2 separate regions of the Rattus norvegicus genome follow, and region 2 is linked to region 1. A link is a contact called in public Hi-C data. All regions are on one chromosome and are shown on one strand. The core of a region is the stretch at or near the end of the contact, and the rest is flanking DNA. Distances in the headings are between cores, read along the strand shown.

What was found. A called contact is a pair of places that touch in the nucleus more often than the background predicts.
Region 2: a Hi-C map of the A7r5 cell line shows a contact between it and region 1, with 5 times the contacts expected there. The contact joins two enhancer-like sites. A contact is called at or near these places in 2 of 12 Hi-C or Micro-C datasets (the A7r5 cell line and frontal cortex) and 1 of 1 datasets of contacts at active chromatin or transcription factors (oligodendrocytes).

The regions. Positions count from the first base shown.
Region 1 is chr6:73,814,237-73,818,159 of GRCr8, reverse strand. No RefSeq gene overlaps it. Among named protein-coding and RNA genes, the nearest start is that of Prkd1, 42 kb to the right of the region's middle. Within about 2 kb of position 2,124, at least 13 of the 93 cell types and tissues checked have an H3K27ac peak or open chromatin away from gene starts, as enhancers often do.
Region 2 is chr6:74,119,608-74,123,530 of GRCr8, reverse strand. No RefSeq gene overlaps it. Among named protein-coding and RNA genes, the nearest start is that of Prkd1, 350 kb to the right of the region's middle. Within about 2 kb of position 1,635, at least 12 of the 93 cell types and tissues checked have an H3K27ac peak or open chromatin away from gene starts, as enhancers often do.

The DNA of each region.
Region 1 (3,923 bases), core at 875-3,374:
TCTGTGCTTTTTATTCACTATCAAACTGATTTTTTTCTCCTCTTACATTATTTCTATAGTTATCTTTTCATATATTTTTATTTTTTTACTCCCCCAACTCTTCCCAGAGCCTCCCACTGTTTTACCCACCCAACTTTGTTTCTCTCTTCCTCTCCCTCTCCTTCTCTCTCTCCTTCTCCCTCTCCCTCTCTGTCTCTCTCTCCCCCTCTCTCTGTGTCTGTATCTCACTGTCATTCTCAAAAAAAAATCAAAAACAAAAACAATAAACCAAATGAAATCAACATAATAACACAAAACCAAAAAAAAAAAACCTCAAAATGAACAAAAGACCAATAAACAAATAAAATCCAAAGGTTCACAGAAATATCACTGGGTTTGTGTTGTGTTGGACAACTACTCCTGAGCCCTGCCCTGGAGCTTAGATGAAGTAACCCGTGATCATTCATTAGAGAAAAATCAATCTTCGCTTTATGCCAGTGGGTATCGTTGCAGAACACTCTGGTTTAGGGTGTAGAACCCTGAACCTGTCTCATGCCACAGTCTCTGTGAGTTTGCAGGTGCACCAGTCTTGTTGTGTGTGGAAGACACTGTTTCCCTGGAGTCATCCTACCCTCTGTGTCTTACACTTCCCTACTTCCCTTTCCAGGAAGCTTCCTGACCTTGAGGGGCGGGATTAATGTAGACATCCTGTGTAGGGTCGAGTGCTCCTACATCTGTCACTCTCTTCACATTGTCTACTTGTGGGTCTCTGTATTAATTTCTATCTACTCCAAGAGGAAGCCTCTCAGATGTTGGCTGAGTGAGGTCCTGAGCTAAGCGTATGGCAGTATGTCATTAGGAGTCCTTTCATGACTAGCAAACTGATTTTTCTGAGCATTGAGTTACTCTTCAATCATGCCCAATACATTCCAGTGACCTTTTAATAAGTTACTATACATTGTCCCCTGAAATTTTCCTGTTTCAGGTTTTTCCTAGCAATCATCTTTAATTATGCTCAATAACAATTATAGAAAACAAAGCAGCTAGACGGAGTCTAATATAAAGAAAATAAACATCCTTTATACAAACATACAAGTAGCTTTTTAATGTTTTAAACACCGATGAAATTATAGACTGTATGATACATTAATTAACTAATTAAGTAATTAATTATTATGTGCATTGGTGTTTTACCTGGATTTTTGCCTGTGGAGGGTGTCAAATCACTTGGAGCTGTATTACAGACAGTTGTGAGCTGCCATGTGGGTGCTGGAAATTGAACCCAATTCCTCTGGAAGATCAGCCAGTACCCTCAACTACTGGAGCATCTCTCCAGCCCTAATACATTTTATTTTAAAGATTTACTGTTATTTTTATTTATTCTATGAGGGTCTGTATATGTGTTTGCCATGTATGTGTGTGTGTGAGTGTGTGCACACACATACTCACACACACACACACACACACACAGAGAGAGAGAGAGAGAGAGAGAGAGAGAGAGAGAGAGAGAGACTCTTATGTACTTTGGGTAATATTGAATTACTTTCTTAGACTTTAGATTCCTTCCTCTTTTAATTAAATTAATTGTATGCATGCTTCAATTTATCATCAGAAGTTCCTGTGGTCTAATTCTGATCTTTGTTCCTTCAGTGGATAATCTTTAGTGGAATAATTTTTCCTGTCCAGATCCCAGATCCAGTCAATAATGTTCTACCCACTGTCTTTGCAACTAGATAGGTAGTCCCCTCTCTGCACATTTCCTAAACCAACAATGTTATTTCCCTTAGCCCAGTTTTGTAGCATTGTGTGTGAAGTGAAAGTTTGACGATCTTACTCTCCAACGCAAGCGGCTCCCAAGCCTTCACTTAATTTCCAGAACTGACTAACGCCTCCCCACCCCTCATCTCCTGACTAGCTGTCAGGGTGCAGCCCTGGTTTCCTAATCCACTCTCTTTTCTGATTCCTTCTAGCTCCTTCGGACTGGATGTATTTCTTTCTGAGTCTGGCTATGCATTTTAAACACTGCTTCCTGCACTCCTCCCCGCCCCCAGTGGCGGAAGGATTTTCTGTGTCTTGGTCTGTCTGTCTGCTCAACATAAAAGTCCTACTGTTTCATCACTTAGCACTGGAGCCCTCTGTGCGACTTGTCCTCCTAACTGTCCCACTATCCCTGCAGATAACAGCTGCCACTGTGTTCTCCCTCCTGTGCTCCAGTATGCTAATTTAAGACTGAAACTTGTGTGGAAAGTGATCTCCTTGTTTGAATTTCCAAGTTTAAGTGGATACTCCTAGTGCCCAATGTCAAGGACACTTCTAGCACATAGTTTTATACCCTCCCCCTTTTTGTCTTTGTTCACATGACAGTGGCTCAAGGACATTCCTGGTTCAATTTCAAATCCAATGTTTATTTTAGAATTTCATTAGAGGTAATGTGAGGTCATGGAAGTAGTCCCAACTGGTGCGAAGCACGCTGAACTGAACATTGCACACTACAAATGGGACCTTAGTGCAGCCATTCACCCTAGCACTGATGCTGCCATCCGGTATGAAACTTTCAAGCTGAGCGTGTCATGTGGAAAGCCGTAACTCATCTCAACTCATTTGATGTTTTCATCTAGCTACCAGAAGCATGGAAGCATTGAACTCTGTCTTTAAATCTTTAAAACACTAACAGCCATTCATAAAAACAGAATTAAATGGCTGTTTGTCTTTTTGAATCTCAGGAAAAAGGAGTCCTTACATAAATTATATTAAAAAACTGTTTAGGCAAAAAAAATGGACTGATGAGATTGCAATACAAGTCCATGAATTGTCCTTGTAGGTGTGCAGGTTGCAGAAAGTAGCTATTTGACCCAGAGCATAGTGGGAGGAATTAAATATAGTTCCCAAAGCTTGTAATTAAAGAAGTAACCATGGTGTCTGATTGTTTGCTGTTCTTTGTCACTTCAGTACAGTCTCCAAATCTTGTCTCCTCTCATTTTAGCACCTGGCCTTTGTCAAACAGTCCAATGAAGCCCAGAAATGCTCAACAAAATTAACTTTAAAAAAAAGAAAGAAAGAAAGAAAATCCCGGCTGCCCCTTGAGCCAAGACATAACTGCAAGAGTTGTGATACATGCCAGCCGCCCGTACACACACACACACACACACACACACACACACACACACACACACACAGCCCCAAGCCAGAGCTCTCCTCCCAGTGAGAATCTAGGGAAGGACATGAGTTGTTCTCCCCCCCCACCCCCCCACCCCACCCCGGCCTTGTAGAAACTTTAACATTTCAAAGGTGAGTCACTCTTTCCTTTTTCCTTTTCAGATTTAACTAGGTCCATTTTGTGCCCAGGATTAATGAGGTCATTTTTTTTTTTAATTTTCTTTAATAGCACTAAACGACCTCAAAGCCTCTGATACAATTTCCTCAAATAGCACCAGCAGTATTTTCTAGCCTCTCTCCAGAGGAGTGGAGTTGTTCCTAGGGAAATGTACCTCCCACAGACTTCCAGTAGATGGCAGGTACAGTACTTCCAACCCCTCACGACGTGGAAAAAACATCCAACAGCTCAGCACATAAAAATAGACTGTTCCTGTGTTTTAATCTCAAGTGCAATGGAAAGGAGGGGGAAACTCGTGTTTATGGATCTAGGTTCATATTATCATATAAGTATCTGCTTATTTTTGTCTTCTACTAAAAATACAAATGCAACAAATGAAAATATATCTTTATCGGGGAATGCCTGTAATTCCAGATTGCAAATTAAGCACTTAAATGTTGAATGATATAATCACCACGTAATAGGTGTTAATTAAAGTGCTTGGTGAACAAAGATACATTGAACAATTTTTAAATATAAATTTTGGAGGATGAGAAACTATTGTTTTATGACAATTAGACAGTTCTAATCTGCCTCCATTTACATTTTATTTATTCTCTTTTTAAGCCAG
Region 2 (3,923 bases), core at 386-2,885, 310 kb before region 1:
CGTAGAAATGATATAAACAAGATAGGGAGAACCAATAGATGTGCTTGTGGGTTTGTACAGGTGAGTTGCATGAGAGCATAATGGCTGAAAGACTAACCACGATTCCTTTTTGATATGACTGGGCATAAGAGTTGAGTTAGAAGCCAAAGGAAGTTTGCAATCCTGGGGTAAAGCAATAAGGCCTTAAACATATTTTTCACTGGCAGAATATATAGATAAAGATGGGGGTCATATAAGTATAAACCCAATGTGTCCAAGTGGCTCAGCATCACTGAAATTTCAGGCTCCTGGTGCTTCAGACACGTTTGGCAAGGGTGAGAACCATGAATACGGGGATTACTAACTCAATGTAGATGGTTACAATCAACAGCCATTTTGCTGATAAAATGAGTGTAGTACGGACCTGGAAAGTGGTTAGAAAAACACAGTAGAAATGGATGATTTGGCTTCGTTTTTGAAGAAGGGGTATCAAGTGAACCACTCACGCCATTGTTGTCAAAATCATCACCATCACGAAGCCTGGACAGTTCCAAGGAGGGGTGGGTGAAAGTATTTATAAAGGTAAGCATATAAAATTCAAATTCAGATGAAGTTCATATTAAAAAAATAAAACATGAAGGGTGGAAGACAATGGGGGCATTTGACAAATACAAATAAACAAGTAGAAAGAAATTCAGTCGGGAGCTATGGCAAAGCAATGGATTCCAGAAGGGTAAAGGGAATTCACCAGAGTGAAGTTCCTTACAGGCTAAGTGGTGACTGACTGGAGACATGGATTGCCAAAACGCTGTTTAGAGAAAGACACAGCCAGTGTCAGAGTCTTCAGAAGTCAGGCTCAGAAGCATGACCCAGCCCTGGCACCCAGTTCCTGGGCTCTACAAAAAGGGCTGGCTCTAATTTGCACATTTAGACAATAACGCAAGGGCTTGGTGAATTCATTGCACTGGGGTAAAACATGGATAAAGAAATTTAGTGGTAGGAGGAATGTTGAAAGGATTGTGCAAAGTACTAATATTCTTACAGGAGGAGACAGGCATAGGTAGAGAAAGAGAAGCAATACAAGGAAAGGGTTAGTGGGTCCAAGGTTCTAGAAGGTCTGAAAAGAAAAGAGACTGTGTGGGCTAAGAGGCAGGAGGTGGTATCCACAGACACACTGAAAGGCTATTTTCTTTTTCTTTATCCACCCACTAACCAGTGCCTAATATAGTACTTTTAAGAATACTGTTTGTGTAACTGCAACATGCTAATTTATTAATTGAGGAGAAGAATGGTGTTTTGGAGACTCGGGCAGCGAAAAGGGGAGGAACTCAGAGGCAGACCTAAGGTCTAACTCGTGATACAAACCCTGTGTGCTGAGGAGGAAGAAAATTCAGAAGCTTCACTTTTGGATGCTGCAAAGAAAATGGCTGCTGCTTTAGTCAATTTTAAAGATAATGATTTTTTTAAAGCTGTCTGACTCATTTATACCTTCTACCCAAATTGAAGTAATAGGCCAGACATTCAGATTAAACTGTCCCTCCAGGAGGAAGAGACTTGCCAAGGAAACCTTGGCCAGATGGGAGCTGTAGAAAGAGGCTCAGAACTGAGAGCATTTTGCTTGCCCAGTCAGTTTGGATTTAAACCAGATGCCCCTAGGCTAGGAGGCCAGAGTTTTGTCAGTGAAGAGCAGGGATGTAAGCTGCTATTGTGTGAAAACAAGCTAGGTTGTGAGGTTGCGGGGAATATGGTCCAAGTATCATAAATGCATCTGTTTGATAATGCTCTAGAGAAGCTATTCCATAATACGTGCGCCTCGAGTTGCCTTTGTTTCCTGGTGAAGACACGGCCATGTCTTCACAAAAGCACTAGGTGGCAGCACAGGACATCTATTCAACTGTCTCTCACCGCAGGCTGCTGGAATTTTGACAGATACAAAACGGTACCTGTGGTTTTGTGTATAAAACTGGTATAACTGTTTGTACATTTAAAAACTGTAACAATAAATTAAACATAAGGGAAAGGGTTTGCTAATAAATACAGTGTTAGACTGCGTTTTTGTATACCAGGTGACGAGCTTGGGCATTCAAACCTGATTTGCGTAGGGGATGGGCAGGATGGGAAACTGGTTGAAGGATCTGCAAAATGTACATGCTGGGTGGTTGCAGCTCCCTTCAGGATTGTTGTTGGTCTGTCCATATGTCTGTATGCATTACACAGAGGTGAAAACTTAGGGAAGTGAGGGGTATGGTATGTCTGAACGTCTGGATGCAGTGATTCTAGGAAGAACGCATTCTGTGACGCCCAGCTCGTTTTGCAGAAGGTGAAAGTGTGAGCACATAACGTTTGTTTTACTTAAAGAGACACACATCTTACTCTTCACATTCTCACCTACTATTTAGAATATTTACAAAGTGGGCTCCTTAAACTCATGTACATCCTAGTCTATAGGGCTGGGCTCATTGTATGCCACCATATTTGTTTGTAGACTGGCACTACATTTTCTTGATCAAAACAAGTTGCTACCTGAGACACCAAGCCTGACCCAGCAAGGGCAGGCCATTTGACATGCTACCAAGACAGACACCCCAAACGTTTCAAAAATCCATGAATGGTTGAACCTACTTACCCTCGGAAACTCTTCTTCATGATCCCTAACTGAGCAATTCAAAGTCAAAGTTCTATTTTAATAGTAATGGCCAAAGCAAAATCTTCTTATTCATTTTCCTACTCAATAAATGTCTGTCTTTTCTTATTTGGCAGTCACATAATACTGAAAAATGAAAAAAGATAAAAATCGGAAACAAAATGAGTACTCAAATACCACATAACATCTCCTCTACTACAAAGACAATAATGACAGTCCAAGCTGTCAGTCTGGTATTAAACAGTCCACAGACACTTTCACTATTTAGTTCTCATGATAAGCCTATGTTCTGGATCGTTTTCTATAGGCTGAAGTTGACAAATAATTAGTAATGTGCTTATGGTTATTATCAGCATCCAAATGAGGTATGAACTAGCCATTGACTGGATGTTTTAAACTCTTTCCATGTTGTGCAACTATAAATTATTGAACAAGGGGGATGATGCTGGGTGTAATTGTGCTTGCTGTCAAGCCTGGTGACAGGAGTTCAATCCCTGGGACTCATGTGGTCAAAGACCTACCTCTGTCTTCTGCTTCCCACACATGTATGGTGGTACAGACCCCCCTCCATATAAAAACAAATGCCATAAAAATGCCATACATTGTAGTTGTTCTTGGCTTGTATCTGACAACATCTAAGTCTCAAAAATCTGGGTTAAAAGCGTATAAATTCAAGCACTGTGTGGTTATTTAGTGAGTAAGGTTTGGAAATCTAGCACTCTACTAACTCTGGAATAAGAAAGTGCTAAGAAAGGAAAAAAAAAACTTCCTTGGTTTGTTTTTGCTTAATTGCTTGTTTACAAATAAGACAACTGGTCTCTTTTTAACAGCATTCTTTTTCTCTAAATGTGGATTAGATTATTTTTTTCTGGTGAAGGAAAGTATCTACTTTATTGACTTTACATAAATAACTCTCAGGTCTTTTGTTTGCTCTCCTGCTTTTCTGTGTTTGGCTTCATGCAGAGTCCTCACCACCTTGCAGACATCTTACTTATTTGTTGAATGAATGACAGCATTTTACCTTGTCTATTGGATTCATTTGGTCCACTTTTCTCTCATTCCTGAGTTCTTTAAGTTTAAAGTTCAAATCAGAACTTTCCTCTAATTATGCTGCATAAAGTTGTCCCCAAGTTGCCTTCCAGTATCAGTGACCTCCTCTGTCCATGTAAGCAAGTTTCCCAGCAGAGTATCACATCTGGAAGGGGGTCTTCTCATTATCTCATACTAGGTTGCTAAATCTCTAAGTTCTGTGTGATCGTGCCTTCTGCAGTGGCACAGTCTAGGTCAAGCTCATCTATAG